Regions from separate parts of the Manis pentadactyla genome. Here region 1 is linked to region 2. A link is a contact called in public Hi-C data. All regions are on one chromosome and are shown on one strand. Each heading gives the region's core, a stretch centred on a gene start, on an enhancer-like site or on the middle of the called end of the contact. The rest is flanking DNA. Distances are from core to core; before and after follow the strand shown.

Region 1 (5,868 bases), core at 1,169-3,668, 210 kb before region 2:
TGGGTTAACAGCTACAAAGGGAAGCAGGGAGGAGCTGATTCACTGGGACAATGCTTAGAGTGACTCAGAAGCCAGCAGAAAATAGCCTGTTCTCCCACATCTGCCTCATTGTCAGGCAATGAGGTACTTCCTCATTGCAAACCCATAGGCAGGGCAAAAGGGAGGAGGAGGAAATGGGATTTTTCAAATTCAGGGACCTATTCAACACCTAGCACTCTGTTTTTAACCATTTCAGACGTTTTTGTTTCAAGTCAGTATTTATTGAGCACCTACTATGTATCTGGCCCTTCATCATGCCTTTCAGATTGTAAGTCTCCTGAACACAGGGAGTATATCTTTCTGAAGTTCTGAATTTCCTTCTTCATTACTTCAGGAGCATGTGGGCTGCTGTTGAGCACCTCAGTACAAGTCTTACTGTCCTTCACATATAGAGATGACCCTCTCAGACCTACAATCAATTGGGAGAGGCATGGAGCTTTTTTTTGGCTCAGATGCTGGTTTTGTAGTCAAACAGGCCCAATCCTTGGACCAGTTTTTGTGAGAGTCAGTGTGCAGTGAGCAGAATATGGCATAGGTTTAGAGCCCCACATCCTTGTTGGAAGTTCTTTCTTTTCTATTTACTAGCTTTATGAACTTGACCTCTTGAATTTCTGTCTTCTCATGGGCACAATGATGTCTGTCTTAGAGGTCAGGGTAGATTTATTATGTAGTAGTAAAGATTAAACATCATTATTTGAGAGTACCTGTCACAGTGATGACATGATAAAAACTGCTTTGCTGCCTTCAAACTTTCCTATGATTGCACAGACTGACCACATTCTCCACCAAATTGCAAACTCCATAAGGGCAGGGCCTTATCTGCCTTGAGGACTATGTCTGCCTGGGTGAATGCTATGCCCGCAACACTGTCTTGCTTAATAGTACTTGGTAAGATTAGGAATAACATATTAAAATTGTTACCTTAAAAGTAAAAGTTATTTTATTAGCAAAAATGGGGTTTTTTGAGGAATAGAGAATTGCAATTTGGGACGTGCAAGCTATGGCAAAACCACAGGCAAGTCCCACAAAGGAGAGGGAGGTTATTTTACGGAGAAAAAGGAGAAAGTTGGGAGGGGTTGTTTTTAAATAAAGTCCGTTGGTAAAAATCAGGAGTTCAGGGTACTAAGGGTTTCTCTTTGGCTGAGTTGCAGTGATAGTGGATTTCTTGTAGGAGATACGGTATACGTCTTTCCCTGTTGGGATGGTAATTGATGATTCTTTCCTGTTAATGCTTCTTCTGTTGGGCTCTGTAATTGACAATTCTTCCTGGAACTGAAGTGGAGTGGTAGAGCTCCTCCCCCTTCTAACCTATAGACTCTAATGACGTTTCCCTTTATTTTCCCATGACATACTATTTATGCATTATTTATATATTTAATTGCATTATAAATATGTTAAATTTTATTTTTAAACAATATGGTTATTATTATTTTAATCAGCTGAATCAATCTGTAACCTGGAGTGCTTCTGTGGAAAAGCAATCCAGAAACCTTAACCTCAGGTGGGGGATTCACCCTCTCTCTAAGTTATTTGGTCTCCGGTAGGGCTTGCTGCCACCAGCAAGCTGCGTACTCCTGTGTTCACAAGAAGGGACAGACATTCCTCACATCCTATACACTCTTTTGTTCCAGCTTCACTGCAAATGCCATTGCCCTACAGTATAATGGTGCCAAGGACACAATAAAGTCCCTTCATCTGGCAAATCTTGACACACAAATTTGCAATTATTCAATTTCTACCTGGAAGGCAGGTCTTTTATGGGTTTATGCTCTCTGGGGTGCAACCCGGCGTCCCTGCCCCACGGGCTCCAGAGCTATTATTCTATTTCAAATGTAATGTGAAAAGACAAGGAATTCTCCGGGTTTTTCACCTTTTCGCCCTTGTTTCTTAGCAACACCCACAAGCTCGTCCAAGAAAAAAAAGACAGCAGAGAACCCACGTTACCAGCTTTCAAACAACTAAAAATTCCAAAGCGCACTTCATATGTTAATATTCTGGTTGGAGTGAAATGTTAATGTGCCCAATCAACCAGAGTACCCAAAGCCGCCATTCCTAAGCTTCCTGGACCATGAAGGTAAGGCAGGAAGCACATGCCACTGTCCTGCCCAGAAACCACACAGAAGGTGGAAAAGTTGAAGAAGGCGGCGGCGAGGAGGGCGAGCCCACCCCAAGCCTGGGCCGGAGGATGGCGCTTCCTCCCGGAAGTGACGCAACTTCAAGCCCAGTTTGGCTCTCCCCAAACAAAAGGGATCTTGGGGCCCCGGGAGGAGCCTAAATGACATTGGAGAAGCCCCTCCTCCATCCGGTGCGGATTGGTGCCAGGGCTGGAGAGAGGAGGTGGCGATTGGGCCTGGCGAATGTCAGTGCTCCCGCCTGGAGGCTGGGGGCGGGGCCTCCGGGGGCTGTGGATGGGAGCGGGAGGCGGAGGCGGAGGCGGAGGCGGAGGCGGCGGGGAACGGAGCCCGGAGCGCCGGGAAAAGGTAGGATCCGCTAAGACCGGTCTTGGCGGTGGTGGGAGGCCGGGTTCTCGAGGAAAAAGCAAGGGTAGGACCACCGATGTCGTCCCACAACCGTTCCAGCTGCCGCTTGCGGCCATCCCCTGAGGGGGCGGGGCCGTCTCCTCCGCCTCCCGGTATTCCCAGAGGAGGTGGCTCCTCATCCTTCGAGGGTCCTTGCAGCTACTGTAGCCGGTCAATCCCACCTCCCCAGAAGGGGCTTCCTTCCCGGAACCCCTCATTTAAAGCCTCTCCCGCCACCGTCCAGCCCTCAGCTTTGGAGGAAGGCACACAGGTTCCCATTCTCTAGTCTGCCGCCCCCACCCCCATTTTGCTTCCCCGGAGGCCAGACATCCCTCCCTACACCTGTCCCTGCTCGGTAGGGTAGAACCAGAGATAGTTTCATCCGTAAGGTGAAAATCAGTGTTTTATAAAAAAGAGGTGGGCGAAGCAAAAATCAGAGACCCGGCATGGACTGCCAGCCCCACACACGAAGCGGCCCTTCCCCACTTCAGTTCTTCCCATCCCCCATTCTCTGATCTTCAGCCTTCCTCCTGAAGCCCCTCTGAGCCTATGTTCTCTTGTGGAGGAGTCGAGAGCTCACCGGTTTCGGGGCTTTTTTTAGGAGAAATAGTGACTCCCCATCCCCCCTTCCCCCTTTGTACCTTCCCTCCACTCTCGATTCCTTGAGGCAGAACCCAACTTCTAGGGGTTTTTTAAATTTCAGTTGCGTTTCATTTTTGCTTTCTACCCTATTTCTTTCCTGGGAACTTCATGAAAAACCATTCTTTTATATTTCAGTGAAGTGGGTGTGTTGGGTATCTGCAGAGTTAGCCTTGTGTGGGTAGGAATGCACTGTATATTGTTTGACTGGCAGTGAATAGCAGCATGCTTTCAAATGAAACAGTATAGATAAGTAAACAGAGCACTGGATTAGGAATGTACCAGTCTAGGGTGGGCTAGTCTGTTGCTCAGGGAGACTGCAGTTAACCTTGAAGGTATAGCTCTGTTGAAACAAAGGGCAGGAAGTGTTTGAAGAAAATTAAGGTTCAGTCATCTAGGTTTATGATTAATCTAGTTCTTTGGCCTTTGATTACTCTGTAGCCACCCCTTTTATGGTGGGTTTTTCCCTCCAGGGGAAATTGCTACATATATGATGTTGTTGATTAGTTCTACAAGATTAGTATCACCTACTAAAATTTAGGGGATGAAGAGTAAGAGCCAATTTTAAATCATAGAGATAAGGATAAATAAAAGCAAGGTTATAGGCCCAGCTAGTTACACATGTAAGTACCATGAAGCGTGTGGTTCCCTGCAGTGTGGTTAAAACATGTGTCAAGTTGGCCTTCATTTCAGCAGGTACAAAGTATTAATGATTTTGCCTAAAGTTAATGCCATTGAATCTCCACTTACATTAAAATCTGCCATATTTTTTAGGATTGTTTCTTTTGCTTTCAATCTGAAGTCCCTCTTAATTCTGTTGGCTATAGCCCAAGCTAATAGCAGTGACGTGGAAGGAGTTGGAATCACGGAGGGTGCTTATAATAGCTGTCTTTTATCTTCTTGATTAGACTTTCTGAAAGTAGACTTCTTGAACGTAATTACTTTTGAATAGTTAGGTTTGAAGTTTTCAGAGCCACTCTTAGTGCTCACAGATCGGTTCAGTGATTGTTTCCAGATCTCCAATAAAAAAGCACAAAGAAGAAACTGTGTGGAGGGTCTCTTCAGCAAACACAAAACATACTGTGATAGGAGGGTAAGACATGGGCCCCCAGCAATAGCAGCAGAAAAAACTGAAAGCAGAACAGGAAATCCCCAAAAGATATATCTTATTACCTGAGTGGAGAACAGAAAATAAACTAAGGTAAGAGACTAAAGGAAACCAAAGTAATGATTACCAGGGCCTTACTGAGCACAGAGGAAAAAGCAAATAATGAGCTTTGATTGTTCGGCACAATAAGAAGGACCCGTTTGACAAATGTTTAGGGCTTAGAAGTCTTTCCTCTAACTCTCAACTCCAGTGTGGTCGGTCATATTAGATCAAGAAACGCATTGTAGTTAGAGGATTTTTATGTCTTTGTCTCATCTATCTCATTAAATGAAAAATTCTTTGAGATCAAGTGTAGATAGAATGGTTGGTTTTTTCATCTTTGTTATCTTTCATAGTGCCTAGTACATAGTTTGACTTATTGAGTGTTGAACTTAGTTTGAAGCTATCCCCTTAGGGTAGACAAGGAAGGTACTTTACGGATAAAATACAACACATCTTGTTAGTATTTATTCCACTTATTTTTGCCTTGATTTAACTTTATTTTCCCTATCTGATGTCTTATGAAACTCCATTATCTTAAGTGGCTCTAAAATACTGAATTTCCTATAAGAAAATATCTGCTGGTTCAGTATATAATTTTGCTGTAAAAATCTGAACCAGATTTGTTATTGTAATCAGTGCCAGTCATTTTAGGGTTTTATTTTTGTTAAGAGTCTGACCTGAGAGGAATGAAGTGAATTTGGAACCACCCACTGGGAACTGGTGACCGTTTTTTGCTTCAGAATGGCCTTGAGTGTTTGGGTTTGACAAGTTACTGATCTGCTTTGGGATTTTTTTTTTTAATGGATTTTTGGTTGATTTTGTGCTTTTCTGAATTAGCACTGACACATGAACAGGGACACAAGCAGTATTGGGTCCCCAAGTGGAATCGCAAAGTGATTTGGGTGGACTTAATGTATTCAGTCTGCAGTATATTTGTGTCTTGGCACGATCTGGTTTGCAGGGCTACCAGTTAATTTGCAGAACAGGATTGGAATTCTTGGCTTAGTTCTTGAGTGGAGCAGAATCCTGTTTCTAGGGGTTGCCATTGAATTGGTGTTTGTTGCAAGATACAAGAAGCAGAGATTTATTTCTAGGGGAAACGTGTCCATTCTTTGGTGGTTGACCCCAGGAAGGGCTTGTCAGCTTGTTTCTAAAGGCCATTTTTTTTTCCTATTTTCTAAATGTTTGCTGCTAATAACCAAAACCCAAGTCTTTCTAGTTTCAATTCAAAGCATTTTAGTGAGAAAATGGCTTATTTATCTGAGGCTATAGTGTGGTAATTTACAACACAGACTTAAAAATCCCACCTTTTCTGTTGGTTGACTGTGTGGCCAGGGCAAGGGTGCAGTTTTCTAACTTTACCATATCCCATCTTCCTCAGCTGTGACGAGGGAATCACTTTTACAGCTGTTGCTTTTTTTAATGATTGCATAAACTCATACATGTATAAACCACAGAGCAAGATGTGGCATGGAGGAAGCACTTGATAATTGGTAGCATTATGCCATTATTATTAGTACT
Region 2 (6,143 bases), core at 254-2,753:
CTGCACCTGAACTCATTGAAAGCTTGGACCAGATTCTTCACTTCAAATAAATCTCTCTGAAACTGTGTTTCAGAAAGAAATACAAATCTTTAATAGTCAACTACTCTTAATTTAGAGATGTGCCTAGTTAACATTTACAAAAATGTATGATAAACTCAATGAACATTTCACTGAGTGTACTAGTAAGCACCTCATTCGCTCATTACAAAGACCTCTTTCAGTCTAGGAAGGCCAAATTTATTTAGCTTGTTGTAGTGTGTTACATCTAAATTTACATAGTACGTATGTTCTAAAATGCCCAAAATACTTCAGAACATTATCTCACAGTCTTTCCTGTCACCTCATCTAATGGAAAAAGGGACAGCTTTTTTGCTACAGAAAAATAAACCACGGTACTGAGAATCAGTGATCACCTAAAAGAAATACTTGCATCTCGTTCTGAGGTTGCTGTTCAGAGCTTGAGTAGAAATACTGTAATAACATGGTAAAACGCCCTGGCTTCCATACACTTTGTTCTGGCTACAGCTAAATGGTAGGATTCGCCAGAAGCCATGGGGATCATTACTTCTTACACATCGTTGTATCTTCAGCCCTTATTACATAGCAAGCTCTTTACAAACACTAAAGAACTAAGGGAAGAACCCACTGCCGCTTGTGGTTCTCTTTCTCTCTACTTCCTGTACTGTTCTTTTTTATTACCTAAGATAAAGCCTAAAACAAAGAACAGACAAAAATAACACGAAAACTATTTCTTGACAATAGTATTTTAAAACATGAAAACGGTTGGCTAAAATCATGGTAAGATTTTTGAATACTGAAGCACTCATTTTATTAACTGGGCGTGGATACTCTTAAGCTGAGCAGCGGCAGACTGAAAAGAGTGATTTTCAAGGGATCCTAACAATGGTAGGGGTGTATATTGAATTCTGCGTCCAAGTCTTAAAATACTTTGATCTGTTCTACCACCTGTGAGGCTCACAGCTTGCCAGGCGGCTTTTGCTCCCTAGACTAGGGAAGAACAGAGGGCGGATCCTAAAAGACGTTAGGGAGGAGCCGACAGCTGCAACTCAGGTTTGACAATCAGCTGCGGAGTTGCCGCCTAAGAGAAAAAGAATCCACTTGATCGCCCACCACCGACTCATTCTCTGAAGCCCTCCAGTGACTACTGAGAGTCTCTGTCCTTTGGTTCCTAGCTCCGGGCACTTCTCCTGGGCCCCCCACCCGTCCTCAGGGAGGTCTGGGCCTCTCACCCGCTGCCAAATTCTCACACAGCCTCAGCGGGACCCTCAGAGCGTAAAGCAGCCCCAGTCCCGCCACGAACCACAACGAGGCCCCAGTCCCCGCCAGCCCGGCTCGCAGCCGCTCCCTCCAGCCCAGCGGCGGGCTCAAGCCGGGAGCGGTCACTGGAGGAGATGCCGCAGCAGTCGCTGCTTCACTCAAGCCGTCGCCGTCCGCCATCTTGTCCTTCCCTTTGGCGCCGGGAGCTGGAAGGGAAGGGCAGGAAGCCGAGAGTCAGGAATCCTGGGATAGTGGCGGACTTGAAGTTGGCTTTGGTGAAGGCTGGGAATCGCGGGGGACGCGGACTGAGATTTGGAAGGTTGGAGGAGCGTCCTGGGACTGGGCCTACCTTCTCCTTGGAAGGGCGGGAAGAGGCGGACAGCGGCCCCTATTTTGGAGGACCCGGCCTGAGATGTGATCCCGGAGTGTTTTTTCTTCCCTACGAGTGAGGGTCACCTTTCACCCCTTTCCTGGGGTAGGAGAATCCACGACCATTCCACGGGCCGAGCAGCACTTAGCTCTTTGGACCCCGCTGCCATGGAGGTCACTGATACTGGGAAAACCTACAGGGGTCACAACTGCTTTTTGATGGGATGGAGCTCGGGCGCCAAGAACAGTCGAAACACGCCCCCCGCGTCCCATAGATGAACGTGGGAATGAATGTAACTCAGTGAGAAAGATACTAGACTTAAAATCATTTTAAGGCAAAGCCGAGCTCCTGGGGCGCGGGCGCTCAGAGCCCTCACCGCCTGCCCTTAACTGACATGGCGCCCTCACGGTCGGCATTTCCGGCGGGTCCTTCCGAGGGCCCCTGCGGTGATTCTATCACTCGGCTTCCTTCCCGGCCTGCCTCGCGCCCAGGCTGGGCTGGGCCAGAGCAGCCCAAGATGGCCGACTTCGAGGATCGGGTGTCGGATGAGGAGAAGGTAAGGGGTGCGCCTCTCTTTCTTACCTCTTCCTGCGGCAGGGAACAGGGACCCGATCGGCAGCGGGGGGAGCCCTTGCAATGTCCTCAGGAAAAAGAAGCTTCTTGACCGGTGGTGGCGTACTCTGCAGCTGGGACGTTTCCCTCTGGAGGGGCTTTCCTTTGCCTCACGGTGGCCCCAGTTCCCCATTCCTCAACTCTTCTTTTCCTCCTGGGCCTGAGGCACAGCCCAGTGGCCATCCTGCAAGAGAAGAGACTGCCTAACCGAAATCGTGATTGTGGACTCTCTTCTGCGGTTAAGAGCGGACGATGGTGATGTGGCGACATATCAAGAGGCAGTTCTTTTACCGCCTTTAGCTGTTGGGGCTTACCCCATCCCCCCATTTTTAGACATAGTTGAGGCTAATTTAGGGCGAGTCACTTCCTGATCCGTGTGGCCTCTTCACTTCCCTTTTACTCCTCCCTCCTCAGGAAGTGATTTTGTTGTCACGACTTCTCGACAGTCAGATGTTCCCATATGTTGTCCTCCTCTCACCTATCCACCTCGTTCCTTTCTACTGTCGACAGAATTTGCAGTAATACATGTTTAAACCTAAGGGCATTTGCTTAAGAATTTGATCATCACTCTTTCCTGTAGACACGTCTTGATTGTACGTGCGTATATTCGGTGACTCCGTCCCTTACGTCTTACATCTTCCTAAAGATCGTTTTAGAAAAATAGTTTTATATTTCTTGTTAACAAATCAAGAATAGCCAGCACGTTTTTTTTTATAACTATAGAAAGGTTTAGTATACCACAAAAACCTCTGTTAACACATTCATATATGGACAGAGCATCGTGCCTTCTTTGATGCTCCCTGAGGTCTCTTTGATTACAGTTGTTAGTGTATAATTTGTATAGTTATTTCTTAAAAAATGGCCTAAACACGAGAGCATATTCTACATTAGATGGAGTAATTTGTTTTCTAACAACTGCACACCTTAATAATGTGTCAGGCTTTTCAGTAAATATGTGATTTTTAGGGTCTTAGAATTTAGAATGGTTTCTCTAGAGATGACTCGTTTTAGGTCAAGAGTTATGTCTTTTATTTCCCACAGTAACTCTTAGAAATGTGCACCCTTTAGTGCTCTGTAAATGTTATCTGGGCTCTTTCTTTTTTTAATAAAAGAGATTGAGGCTGCGGAGGGAACTGTTGATGATCTGGGAGTCCTCCGTACACACAATAATTTGATACATGCATGGCATGCCGTTTTGAAATGCTCGAGAAGGTACAAAACACTCAACAAGCCATTGAACAACACTTTTAGCATTAGGTTTTCGCTTTCCTGAAAGTTCTCATAAATGTATAGGACTGGGGGGAAAGGCATCTTATGTGTATGAGCTTATGCTGGAGTGAAAACTATAATAAAATGTTCAATCGAAGGCAAATAGCTGTGACTCAGATTAAATTAGACTACAGTGAAAATCATGAATAACAAAACGTGTTAGTCCAACTGATGGCCCACTTGTTAAGAAAATATTGATAAAACAAAATTTCCCTAATTTAAAAAACTTTATTGTACTCAAGAGATTCTACAGTTATCAGTGATACATTTAGGAATGTTAGGTTTTTGTCTCTGTCGTTAGGTTAGAATGCTTTTTTTTTTTGCATTGCAAGTATTTAATAATTTTTTTTACAACATGCATAATTTCAGACTGGTGGTTAATTAGGAATTACTTCAATACTTGCAAACCCGTCTGCCTCAGGATTTAGTCATAATGCACGAATCTAAGTCAGTAAAATTAAAGAACAGCAACAGCTCATCTAATCCTTTATATTCCTTCGTGATCAGCAAGATGCATAAAAGAATGCCTTAAAGGGCTAAAATAGATTGATGAGTAAAACGTGAATTTCTTTCTAAAGCAACATTTCTAACGATATATTTAAACCAAAGGTCCCACTTTATAGAAGCAAAATTCTTAATTCAGGCTGCCTCTATTTTTAGCCATTTGCCACTAAGCTCCTTTAAAAATGTTATATTCCTCAACAGTGTTTTTTGCTTTTTTGTTTTTTTTACCATGTTTGGAGATGACGGAATACTTGAAGATGTCACGTGTATACAGCTGGCATTTTGCCTAAGATCAACTTGTTTTAAGATAATCTTTTGTTACATTTTTATTTACTAGGGAGTACTTGTAGCATTCAAGATTAAGTCTGGGTTATTTGTTTGATCAATAACTGAATGTACACTAGAGATGTATTTGAGAGCTGAAATTTTGGATAAATTTTCACCAGCATTATTTCTTTTAGCAAATTGAAAAATGTGGGCTTAATTTCAAATAATAAACACATTAGTAAATAGTAAGCCTCGTAAAAGAAAGATCATATTTTGTTCCTGTTCGAAAGACTAAAACGTTTGTTTGAAAGAATGGTAGCATGAACTTTCACTCAACTACTCGTTTAATGTGGAAAAAGAGACAAAATACGCTGAGGGAATAGAACTGCATAGTTAAACGCGACAGTTCCGGACATACTTGGAGACATCTCGGTTTTGACAATGACTTCTCCACGCCACCCAGGCTTTAATGCCTTGTTCACTGACAACCCTCTTTGCACAGGTGATGGCTTGAGTGATGTCATCTTTCAGCAAAGCGCTGCAGGGTATGTGACAGGCGTTAACTGATCTTGGGGTTTTGCCATCCTCACACCAGTAGCGGCTGTTGGTCTGAAATATCCCTTAATCAGTGCTTTTGCTTGGACGATTATAGTTTGTAGCCCGTGTGTTATAGTTACTTTCCCATTTCATCAAACACATCCCATTATCTGAGCTTTCAGGGTGTCATCCTCTTTTTGCTGGCCTTGTCTCCACGCTGATGGCTGACTGATCAGGGTGGTGCCTGCTGAAGGCTGAGACGGCTGGATTAAGTTCGTTTTGATGGGAGATCTCCAGGGCAAGAAAAAGCCTCCTGACACAGAACAGATTCTCAATAGATAGCTAGATCTGGCCATTAATATTCGTAGCCTCTGCTGCAGCATCAGGAGTTTAATCATACTTCAAAAATACCATGTTTTCTTTGTTTGCTGACTTTACCTTGTAGAATTTTCCTCTGAGAAAAAGAGACAGAATTTTGTTCTAATCTGGTTGAAAAGCCACAGCTGCATCTTACTTTATGACAAATTGACTGTTTCATCACTTTGCATCTGGGCATCTACTTCTTAATGGTCATTTCGTCGGCCCGTGTGCTGGGAGGGGGCAGGGCGTGGACCCCCAGCTCTGACCTGGGTGGGAGACCCTACTCTGCGCCGACAGCCTCGGCGGCTGCGCCTACAAGGCCTCTCTCCGGCCCCTAGAATGCTTTTTTTAGTTGAACTTGGGAAAATACATATGTATTTCAAAGTGCAAATTAAGATGTCTTTGGATATTTTCAATGTTTGAATTAATAACATTAATAGTCTTGATTTTTGTAACAGCAGATCTTTGACCAGTTTCCTCTTATCTCCTAGCTGCTTTTTTTGGTTAATTTTAATAATGTAACAGGCAAATCAAAATTCAAATTAGAAGGGTAAATCTGCCCCAAAATACTGATGAATTTCTTATTTAGTAAACAGTTTTTAGAGTAACCACCTTTCTTCATTAGTGTGAATAATTAAGAATAGCTGATAACAATTCAGGTTTCATATAATAAATCTATATGATTTGAGATTACTGAAATTTTGTTAGATTTGTATTTCTAGAGATGAAACTGGTCTGTATTTCTCTGTTGTGGATCTGTAAGTAAAAAGAAAGGGCTTTGATTTGCAAGATTCCAGTTCTCCTTCAGCTTCATGCTATCTTGTCCCACTTTCCTCCATGCCTCTGATTGCTTTTAGCCAAACTCAAGAATTGAGAAAGTGTTTTTCCAACAAGACTTGTCAATATGAATGCATTAGCATTCATAAACAATAATCCTTAAAACTTA

Evidence for each region. Hi-C and Micro-C count contacts between places; a contact is called where the count stands out from the background.
Region 1: a Hi-C map of skin fibroblasts shows a contact between it and region 2, with 5 times the contacts expected there. The contact joins the promoter of CTTNBP2NL here to the promoter of CAPZA1 in region 2. A contact is called at or near these places in 2 of 3 Hi-C or Micro-C datasets (fibroblasts and skin fibroblasts).

Annotation. Positions count from the first base shown.
Region 1 is chr4:97,918,587-97,924,454 of mManPen7.hap1, reverse strand. CTTNBP2NL (CTTNBP2 N-terminal like) reads left to right here and starts at 2,418. Exons shown (of 5, transcript XM_036921533.2): 1 at 2,418-2,519. The coding sequence starts at 2,448.
Region 2 is chr4:97,704,616-97,710,758 of mManPen7.hap1, reverse strand. CAPZA1 (capping actin protein of muscle Z-line subunit alpha 1) reads left to right here and starts at 1,503. Exons shown (of 9, transcript XM_057500537.1): 1 at 1,503-2,204. The coding sequence starts at 2,043. It overlaps ST7L (suppression of tumorigenicity 7 like), which reads right to left and starts at 5,032. Exons shown (of 17, transcript XR_008997084.1): 1 at 2,231-5,032; 2 at 1,251-1,484.